Linked DNA regions of Oryctolagus cuniculus: all the other regions are linked to region 1. The links are chromatin contacts, called in public Micro-C maps. All regions are on one chromosome and are shown on one strand. Each heading gives the region's core, a stretch centred on a gene start, on an enhancer-like site or on the middle of the called end of the contact. The rest is flanking DNA. Distances are from core to core; before and after follow the strand shown.

The links. Hi-C and Micro-C count contacts between places; a contact is called where the count stands out from the background.
Region 2: a Micro-C map of ear pinna shows a contact between it and region 1, with 4 times the contacts expected there. The contact joins the promoter of MFN1 here to the promoter of PIK3CA in region 1. A contact is called at or near these places in 2 of 6 Hi-C or Micro-C datasets (ear pinna and psoas muscle).
Region 3: a contact with region 1 is called in a Micro-C map of ear pinna, with 6 times the contacts expected there. The contact joins the promoter of ZNF639 here to the promoter of PIK3CA in region 1. A contact is called at or near these places in 4 of 6 Hi-C or Micro-C datasets (ear pinna, psoas muscle, skin fibroblasts and 1 more).

What each region holds. Positions count from the first base shown.
Region 1 is chr4:100,685,897-100,689,490 of mOryCun1.1, forward strand. It overlaps PIK3CA (phosphatidylinositol-4,5-bisphosphate 3-kinase catalytic subunit alpha), which reads right to left and starts at 1,715. Exons shown (of 22, transcript XM_070072478.1): 1 at 1,577-1,715.
Region 2 is chr4:100,467,673-100,471,266 of mOryCun1.1, forward strand. It overlaps MFN1 (mitofusin 1), which reads right to left and starts at 1,892. Exons shown (of 18, transcript XM_008266537.4): 1 at 1,764-1,892; 2 at 582-700. The coding sequence starts at 693.
Region 3 is chr4:100,491,418-100,495,011 of mOryCun1.1, forward strand. ZNF639 (zinc finger protein 639) reads right to left here and starts at 1,658. Exons shown (of 6, transcript XM_070072481.1): 1 at 1,474-1,658. LOC138849333 (microtubule cross-linking factor 1-like) reads left to right here and starts at 1,171. Exons shown (of 4, transcript XR_011388043.1): 1 at 1,171-1,736.

The DNA.
Region 1 (3,594 bases), core at 465-2,964:
TAGTGGGAAAATGAACAAGAAATTTTTGAAAAAAGTTATGAATGACATTCAATCTTGTTCCAAAACATGTGATGAGAAAATTTAAAAAACAAAACACCAACACACAAAATACACGGCTGTCTTCAGATAATTTTGGCTGATGACATTGCAGAACTGTTAGTCTGATAATTAAAATTTTCCAGAACATGTGATGTTTAAATGGAGATCTGTACTGTTAACCAGAATCTGATGCTTCAGTTAAAGAAACATTAAAACTTTAATACACAGACAGGTTAACAAATTCTTAGACTGCAGTTGCTTGGAGAACCGAACTAAACTAGCTACACAGTATCCCAAGTATTTTCCAAGTCTTTTCTTACACGAAACGAATTTTGTTTGGTGCAAGCAAAAACCCAGAGAATCAACACTGCCCGCAGTGACTCAAGAATGGCAATAGAAATCACCCGACTTGAGTTACCTGGCATTTACCTACTCATGTCTCCTAGGGGTTCCCCCCCACCCCGTCCTCCCCACCTATCATCCAAAATATCGTTCCGCAAATCCATAGCCTGCATGTGCACAAAGGCTCAGTGCTGGAATGAGGAAGCTTCACCAAGATGCAATCACAACTCGGATCATGAGAGAATATGCAGACTGTTTTCTACAAAGCTCCTTCTTGTTGGGCTCCCCTTACCCTTTATGTAACTGTGTAAACAGCTTCCCAACTGACATCTAAGAAAAGAGCTTTCGATTCCCGAGTCTGGTAACATGGTCGGCCACCATCACCACAATTCCTTCAGCATCCTAAAATAAACCCCTCAAACCGCGGTCAGAACACATTGGCTGAACCGTCTGCTGTTTACATAGCTCGATCCGGGGCGCTACCCTACCTTTCCGAGCCACTTCGGAGCTCTCAAACAGTCATCACATAATAGACTTCGTAAAGACACAAGTCACATGAGATAATGTGTCTAGTTTATGAATGAAGGAACCAAACGTTCGATTGTCTCGGTTAAAAGGAAAAAACAACCTCGAAAAGGAAGGGTGGGAGGGGAGTTCTGGGGTGGGGAGACCGGTTTTCCCTCAATACCCCTGCCGGGCGATTTAAACCCAATAAGAGGCAAAAGCAGGGCCGCCGGGGTGGCGGGGCCGGAGTCCTAGGGTGTGACAGCCCCTCAGGAAGAGCTCGCGGCTCAGTGCTCGGATCCCTCACGCCGCGATGTTCGCCGCTACCCCGCCGCCCGCGGGCCGGGTGGGCGTGCAGGGCGCCGGAGACCGAGCCAGCGCGGCCGGGGCGGCGGCCCTGGGTGCACTTCCTCAGCCTCCGATCGCCCCATCCCCAAAAATGGGAGGAGAAGGAGGAAATGAGGAGTGAGGCGGCGGCCCGAGAGGGAGCGGCAAGCCGTAGCCTCTGCAGCTGGGAGAGGCCAGGGGCAGGCGAAGGAGAGCGAGCGGCGATAGCAGACGAACTCCGCCGCGGGGAGACGACCGGCCGGGAGCCCCCGCCCAACACTGCAGGCGCGCCCGGGAGTCCCCGGCACCCACCCGGTCCCCATCGCCACCGCACCCGCTCCCGGCCAGTCCACGCTCTACTCACGCTCGGGGCTCCTCCAGGATCCGCGGCTCCAACCGCATCGGGTCCCAGCCCCGCGGGCGGCGGCGGCGGCGGCGGCGGCGGCGGCGCCGAGGGAGAGGAGAGCGGGCGGCACGGCCCCCGCCTCCCGGCCCCTCTCCCCCGCCGCTCCGGAGCTGCCCGGCCGGGCCCGAGCCCTGCCTCGCCGGCGGCCCCAGCCCCAGCCCCAGCGGCCGCGGGAGCAGCAGCCCGAGACCTCAGCCGCGGCACCGGAACTGCCGCTTTCTCCTTCTCGCTCCCTCTCCTCGCTAGCCCCCGCCACACGCCCCCGCCCCCGTCTCCTTTCTCTGTCGCCCCTGTTTTTTTTCCTTTTGTTTCCAGAATAAACTTTATTGGTCTTTTTCCGCTCACATCGTGTAAACAAACAACGAACTCTTCCCCACCCCCTCGACTCCCCCCTCCTCGGGCAGAGGAGGGTAAGAGCTGAGGAGGGGCCGAGCCTACAATGCCCCGGAAGCAGATGGGCAAAGGAGCGGAAGTGAAATGGAAGAGAGGAGGCGGGGGAAGTGGGCAAATCGGGTAACAGCTTGCCACTGCGTCTGCGCCTTGCTTTTCCGCCCGGAGTGGGGGTGTTGTTGGGTCTGCTTTTCAGGCGTGTGACTGTTTATTTCTCCGTCTTCTGCAGTACTCTGCGTGTTGTGTCATCCTAGGACAGCGTGCGCGTCGTATATTTGTTTCTACGAGCCGCACGCAAGCTAGGGTAGAGGTGTAGAATGAAATATTGGGAGCAAGTGAGATTCAGTTTTACGCCCATAGAGGAAGCGAGATTAGTTGGGGGGCGAGAGAGAGGGGCGCGGTGGCTAACCGCGGCTGTCAGTGGCTAACCAGCAGTGGTTATGGGTTGTAGAAAGAAGGCCTTTCACGCAGCGTTGCTGCGCGTCTTTCTGCCAGAATCAGTTTGAAGTAGTAGCCCAACCCCAAGGTGGAATGCACTGCCACAGCCCTCTGCAATCCCTTGACTCATTTCGGGAAAACCTTTTGCTGTGTTCCATTTTTGTTTTTGCGACTTGAATCGGCTTGTGGGATTCAGTTCTGAGTGCTGAGAAAACGAACTTTCCTTCACGTGAAGCCAGTTTTTACAGAAGAGACTACAGAGGAGCAATGTTGGCTGTAGATGAGATCCAAGCTGGTGTCTTGGTGCTTCGTACCCCGGTCCCCTTAGGGTACAGCCCTGGGGATCTGTGACTTTGGAGATTCTCAGTACGGTAGAGGATCCGGCGCTCTGCGTTTTCTCCCCCTAGTGGTTTATCATTGTATTGAAAGAGCGTAGGAGCAGTGTGAGGTTAGTTTCCCACTGAATCTTTTAAGGAAAAGAAAACTTAGACTTGAACCACGCTAGAGATAGTACAGTCCAGTTTAACACCTAGAGCATAAACCTGCCCAGTACCAGTCCTCTCGAACGGCAGGTGTATAACTCAATCTTGAATCTGTTCCTCCTTGTGGTCATAGTTTCACTTGACTGAATTTCCATTTTTCTCTTCCACGTCAGCTCTAGTTTTCATCTCACATTTCAGAATATTTTTGCTCCTAAATATTTTTCTTGATTTTCAGCAGTTTCAAAACATCATGTTCATCCAGAGCAAGGAATAATAATTTTTAAAAAGCACATTCAATTTCTAGTTAGAGTAAACCTAAGGCATTCTTCCCAAATTGTGTTTTCAAGTACAGTGTTCTGTGAAATATTAATAAATAGTTCTTGGTGGAAAAATTATGCTAAGAATAAAATGTTTAAATAAGTGAGAATTATATGATACGAATTTTGTAATAATTTGACCGTGTCAATCTCGTGTCATAGCAGGAAATGCCATACCTGGTACTTGACTGCATGACACTCTTGTTGGTTGCCAGAGTACCATTTAATATTTAATTCACAATTGATTCCTTTAGCTTATTTGGTAGCTGCTCATCTTACATATCTTACCTTGCTTTCAAAGTATTTGCAGTATTATTCAGTGTTTAAAGTATGTGAGCCATCCGACAAA
Region 2 (3,594 bases), core at 642-3,141, 220 kb before region 1:
AAAAAAAAACTAAAATAACATTTCCTAGGAAGACATTCCTCTCCACCGTTGCCCATTGTTGCTATTTCAACTGTTTCAACAGTTACACTCAATTTATGAAAATTCCTTTTTGCCCTTTTCCTTCTGCAACTCAGCCTTACTTGAAAGATAGATCTGAGGTCTTGGCTTAGCTAAGCTGGAGAGACAAATATAATGGCTAACCGCAGGCTGCCTGAGTTTTTCATCTGAGCATTTTCTAGTTGTATAATCTTGGGTAACCTGCTTTACTTTTTCCTCATCCTGGTTTTTTTCATCTTTCAAGTGAGTATGATTACAATCTGTTTACTGATGACATGAGTAAACGAATTACTAATAAAATGCTAAAACAGTACTTTATTTAGAAGCATTTATTTCTTAGTTGTGATTAATAACATTTAATCTTCGTCTCTTGTAGGACAGAAATGGGTTTTCCTCATTCTGGTATCCCTCATACTGTTCACCATAGTGCCCTATATGTGTGTGCACCCAATAGCTACAGTTCAAAGAATAAAGTACCTTTATGTATTTTCACTAGTAGTCATTTTAAGAACTTAAGAACTAACCTTCAACAAAACGTGACCCTTCAGTAACAAACTCCAGTAACTGGTCGAAGATTGTAGTGATTGCCTTCTTAGCTAGCACAAAATGCTTCAGTGGAGATGCAGTTTCTGCCATTATGCTCCTAAAGGGAGAAACATAAAGTTAAAAAAGCACAAATTACAGAGTGATAATTACATGTAAATGATTAACACCGTCTAGGTCATTACCTCCCAAATGGAATAAATTAGGCAATTAAACTGCCAAAATATATTTAGGTAGTTGTTTTTCGGGGAGAAATGTTTTAGTCGGGCAATTAAAGACTACTATTCAAAGCCACTTCACTAAAATAAACGAAATTTGTTAGCCCAAGTTTCTACTTTATTTCCCTCTGGTGAATATGAAACTAATTGTGGTTGAAGTTGTGACTCCCAGTGAGTTTTAAGTACTTCAGGGAACTGAGCTACCAAGAAGCAAAGTTCGCAAACAATAACTAAGTTTCTCAACCTGGAGCTCTGTGAGGGTGGAAAGGGATATGCAGAGGAAAGACCCAGAATCCAAAATCACAAAGTAAAACTAACGTTTGGAAAGACATTTTCATCACAACAAAGCCGGAGACAAGGCTTACGCTTCCGGCCGCAGAACCAAAAACTTGGGTGAATGTTGAAGTTTTTCTGCCCCTGGCCGCTTCTCAGAAAAACACACACCAAGGACAAACCATTACGCCCCAGTCTAATCCTAGTCCGTGTGGAATGTGGCTCATGAAAAAGGCAGATCTTGCCAAGAGGGTCAAGAGAGGACGGCGCGAAGGGATAAGCGTGGGCTAAGCAGGGTGTGGGCAACGACCCGGTTCGGCCGGTGTGAACACCTACCTTGGGCAGAGGCCTTCCACGCCATACACACGGCCGCGGGAGCCTCGCCCGCAAGGTTCGGGGCCAGACCCCGCCGCCGCCCCACGCGCGCCGGCCCGGCCCGGCCCGCCGCCCTCACCACCACCCCCGGGCTCCAGCATCGTGGGCTCCGCGGGCCTGAGCCGGCCGCCGGCCCCGCTGGCCATCCGGTTCGCTCGCTCCCTTCCAGCAGGACGGCGGCGGCAGCGTCTCGTCACAGAGCGCTCCGCTCACGGCTCCCCGCCCCCTGTCCCCGGCCGCTCGAAGGTCACCCCGAGAGTCGCGAACCCGCCAGCGGTCGAAGCAGCTGACACTCACACGGTCCCAACTCCGACTGTCACTCAGCAACCACAGCTCGATCCAAGCTCTCAGGTTGCCTCATCCTCCCCAAAGAGGATATAAGCTAACTGGAGGCAGGAGGAGTGGCAAAAGGGCGGTCACTTCCGGTCCCTGGTCCTCTCCTATTCTGTTTGGTTCCGTGAACGGAAACGCGTCTATGCCGGCGCCATTTCTCTTGAGGGCAGAGGCAAAACTTGTTATGGGCAGGGACGCTCTTGGCAGGATAGTGGTTCGTTCCACCCTGCAACTTCCTTTCCTCCTCCCTTCTCACTTCGAAGTTCCCTAAAGCTCTGTCCATCTTAGGCGTAGCTGACTGTCATGGCTGCCTTAGGGAGAAGGAGGTGGAGTGAGGTAGGGTTAGGACGTCGTGAGACAGAAGGGACATCTGTGTTTGTGTGATTGCCTCTCTGGGGTACCTCTCACCCTGTATGTGTGTAATTACTTTACACGTCAGACCTGAAACTTGGTGTGTCCTTGGCTACTGTTTTTATTTTTTATTTTATTTAAATTTATTTATTTGAAAGGCACAGCTACAGAGAGAGAAAGGGAGAGACAGAGAGCTCCTCCATCCGCTGGTTAACTCCACAAATGGCAGCAACAACCGGGACTGGGCCGAGCTGAAGCCAGGAGCCAGGAGCTCCTTCCATATCTCCCACATGGGTGCAGAAGGCCAAAGGCATGGGCCATCTTCTGCAGCTTTCCCAGGCCATAGCAGAGAGCTGGATTGAAATTGGAGCAGCTGGAACTTGAACCTGCTCCCATATGGGATGCCAGCACTGCAGGCAACTGCTTTACCTGCTGTGCCACAGTGCTGGCCCTGGCTACTATCCTTAAACTTTGTAGTTAAGCTGCCCTTTGGTAGCTTTGGGATCCGCAAGGAGGAAGGCCTGTACTTCCAGGAATGGAGAAGTCCCTACCTGTACTTCCGGGGAAGAAAAGTCCTTGTCAGGGTCCCTGCGGGTACCTAAAGGTCAACCATGAGGATCAGACCCGCCTCAACCTTTAACTCCCATGCCCTGAATCTATAAAAGAAGCTCTCCCAATATCTGATGCACGACTTCCCCGGCCCCCGCTCTGTTGCTCTGTTGGGACCGGGGAACCCTGCCCGGGAGCGGAATCCTAATAAAAGCCTGTGAATTAATTGATTCGTCTGAGCCGGCGCCGTGGCTCAATAGGCTAATCCTCCACCTTGCGGCGCCGGCACACCGGGTTCTAGTCCCGGTCGGGGCGCCGGATTCTGTCCCAGTTGCCCCTCTTCCAGGCCAGCTCTCTGCTATGGCCAGGGAGTGCAGTGGAGGATGGCCCAGGTGCTTGGGCCCTGCACCCCATGGGAGACCAGGAAAAGCACCTGGATCCTGGTTCCTGCCATCGGATCAGCGCGGTGCGCCGGCTGCAGCGGCGGCCATTGGAGGGTGAACCAACGGCAAAGGAAGACCTTTCTCTCTCTGTCTCTCTCTCTCACTGTCCACTCTGCCTGTCAAAAATAAAAAAAAAAAATAAAAAAAAAATTGATTCGTCTGCCTGGGAAGATCTGTTATGCGCCAGACACCTTACACCCTTAAACTGCAAATCTGGGGTCAGCATCACAACCCCAGACTGTTTCTCACAACCCTATCAAAGTGCTGCTGCTATTCAAGGCTCAAGAAAATATTCTGGGATGTCTTTTCTCTCTCTCCCCCTCCCTCTCTTTTAATATTAAGAGATTTGGGACTAGTAAAGCTGCCGCCTGCAGTACCAGCATCCCATATGGGCGCTAGTCTGAGTCCTGGCTACTGCACTTCCGATCCAGCTCTCTGCTATGGCCTGGGAA
Region 3 (3,594 bases), core at 408-2,907, 190 kb before region 1:
AACATTGAAAAATGCTTATTAGACCTCCTTTCAGCACAGTAGTAAGATGCCCCTCCAGAGCAAAACTGCTAACCACTCTTCACTTCACCAAACATTTTTATGTACCTTTTGCATGCATAATCAACACGTTTGGCATTTTACTCATACACCCTATGCACATAACATGCTACTACTGCAGGAATATCAGAAGATTAAAACATAACAAAAATAGAATCCATTCACCCACTGTTCATTTTGTTGTATATTATCTAGACTTTTTCCTATGCTTTTATTTTTACTTTTTTTATTTTACTTTTTCCTATGAGTTTATATTTTAAACTTACAAAATATGGCATCATCCCACAGGAAACTTTTTTTTTAAGCACCTTACACAATACACGCCAGCCTCTGTCATTTTTGTTTTCTAAGGTTTCATATATTTATTCCTGAGCCAACCCAACTAGTTACGGCCCCAACCAAATATGTACGGTTGTCCAGGTATGTCATTTAAAACACACACACACACACACACAAGAATATATATACACAAAAAACACAATACCCATGATAGTGTTTATCAAATCACTGAACCTTTTATAGGCCTTTCAGGCAACGTGGTCTTTCTTCCTAACATGTATAGTAAGTCTTCGCAAAAAAAAAAAAAAAAAAAAGGCACATTTTAAACGAGTTAACAGGGCTAAAGTTTCCTTTTCATCCTAATAAAAGTATATATTTTCTAGATTTTAAAAGAAACAAAACATAAAAATGGCTGCATAGGAGCTTCAACTAGAGCCCTCCACATGTCAGCGAATGTACTGAAAATACCTGGTCAAATATTCGAATAGCTACTGTTCAGGCACGACTCTATTATCTCTTTGCAGAAATAAGCTTCTTCAAAGGACTCGTGTCCCTAGGCCCTACTTGAAAGCAAAACCAGAAAGGGCTTAAAAGCACCCGAGCGAGAGGGGAGTCTCTGGGTGGCAGGGCCGATGCCCGCTTCCCGCGGCGACAACTTGCGGAGCGCAGCGGGCTGCGGCGCGGGAGGGCCGCGAAGCCGCCGGGCAGTGCCGGGGGCCAGCGTGGCACCCTAGGGCGGCCGGAGCCCAGAGGCCCAAGCTCAGCTGCCCTCCACCGGGCCCGGCAGGAGTCGCCCGGACCAGTAGCCGCCAGCCCAGCGCCACGCACCCGCCTCGCCGGGCCTGCGACTGACGGCCAGAGCTGAGGGCACGCTGAAGCCCCGACCCCAAGGGAGCTGTAAGGAAAGCAGCAGCTGAGAGCCGAGGCGAGGTGGGGCCGAGGCGTCCTTCGCCGGGCCTGGAACTGCCTTCGGGATGGGGGAGGGGAAGCCCTCCCGCCGTAAAACGAAGACAGGGTTTCAGTTTCAAACAAGCCATCCGGTCTTTCCAGCCCTCTCCCGTCGGGAGATGCGCCCGCACGCCTGCGTCCCCTGCAGCGGTCTAGCGCCCAGTCCGCCCGCTCCTCCCTCACACTCACCAGTGCCTGCGGGCCCGCCAGGCCGGTCCGGGCGTAGCTCTGAGGGGCGGTGCGGCCTTACCCGCGGGCGCAAGGCGGCGGGCGCACGGCGGCGGCGCTCTGGCTCTCGCGCTCCCGGGCACTCAGCCGGGCCAGCCCCTCTCCTTTGCGCGCGCCCCACGCCCTGTCCGCCAGGCCCCAGCTCCGCGGCCGCACTCACTGCCTCGTTCCGCGCCTGCGCCGCGCACCTCAGGGGCCCGCCGAAAGGGCGGGGAGGTGACGAGGTGAGTTGGGGGCAGGGGACCGGGCTGCGCGGCCACACGGCACACCGGGCTTGGGAGGGACCACCGGCCGGCAGCCCCGGGGGTGGCCCCGAGGCCCGCGCCCCCTGCCGGCTTCTCTGCGCCGCCGCGGGCCGCTCCCGAGCGGGGTGCGGCCCCTGCGGAGCGCGGCGGGGGCTTCCAGTCGCTGGAATTGCGGCCCGCCTGGCTGCGCGACGACCTTGACCTGCCTGTCCCCAGCCCTCCCTCCCGCCCTGGAAGAAGTGGAAGGCGCGCCGCCCGCGAGAGTCACCCTCTCCCCACCCTGCCCCTCCCGGGGACGCGCGACAATGGCCTTGTCCGGATTAGGCCGGGCAGATGGCGTTCTGTAACCCTAAATAAGCCAGCAGCCTGTGGGGGACGGAGAGAGCGGGACCGCGTCGTGGCTTTTGCGACGCCCGAGAACCTCACAGAGCTGGGATGCTCGTTACCGGGCTTGAGGGAGGACCCCTTGAAGGTCCGTGAGTCAATCCTTAGGTCTCCGCCCGGTTCGTTGGGTCAGGAAATCTTGGTGGAATGAATGTAAAGTTTCTGGAGATTGGTTTCGATTATTTAAATCGTGTTCTGACCTTGAGTTTCTGGGAACAGATGTAGGGAGGATTAAAGGAATCCCAGTGGGGCCTCCAAAATAAATAAATGAGCAAAAATATATTTGTGAACACCATTTCAAAAACAATCACTTTAAAAATGTGGTCATGTGTTTAATCTTTTTTGACAACCGGTCGAGGTTGTTAGTTCCAATTTACAAATTAGAAAAAGTGGGCTTGTGAGGGGCTAAAGTCTCCGGCCTTAACTCCTTTTTGTAACCTGCACAACTGGGGTTCAAATCTTTGTTAAGTGGATGAATGAAGCCCTTGTGGATTATCGGGTGCCCAAGGTCACTGGGAAAGTCGGGGCTGCAGGGCGGTGCTATTTCTGGGAACCACGCGCTGATCAACCGATCAACTGCTGGAAAGGGAGAATCACAGCCCTTCCGCAAGCAAGCCCCTTCACTCCGTCCCAGGGGATAAAGACCTGTTTGAAAAACTAGTTTCAGTCTATTACCTCAGAACTTTTGCGTGTGACTCATCCCAAATAAGTGAATATTCATGCATGCTAGCATAGCCAGAATAAAGTAAAAGAGATTTAGAAGAACCCTCAGTCCTAGTAGGAGTAGGACCTGGCACAGAATAGAAAAGCATACAAGTTTGTGAAAGTTATAAAATACAGCATGTATCTTTTGCTCTCTGGTGTGGCTGGGCTTTTTCCCTCCCTGATACATTGGAAGCCACAAGAGGGTGTCCTGACACCATCTTGAGTTAGTGATTTGTTCACATAGAGCCTTGTGTCAATCTTTATATTTTGGATGTTTCGTTTTAAAATATTTTGTGGTATGAGCACCCCCACTTCCACAAGTGTATTATCTTAAAAAATCCTCACAGTTACCACTTAGAAGAGCCTTAAAATGTTCAGATATCATTTATTAAAAAATATTTATTTGACAGGTGGAGTTACAGAGAGAGAGAGAGAAAGGTCTTTCATCTACTGGTTGACTCCCCAAATGGCTGCAACAGCAGAGCTGGGCCGATCCAAAGCCAGGAGCCAGGAGCTTTTGGGCCTCCCACGCGGATGTGGGGGCCCAAGAACTTGGGCATCTTCTACATTCTAGGCCACAGCAGAGAGGTGGATAGGAAGAGGAGCAGACAGGTCTTGAACTGGTGTCTGTAAGGAATGCTGGCGCTGCAGTGGAGCTTAGCCTAGTACGCCACAGTGCCAGCCCCTCAGCTAACATTTAATGTAATCACAAATTGAACACAACATAAAGTTCTTGGATTAGTTGCAA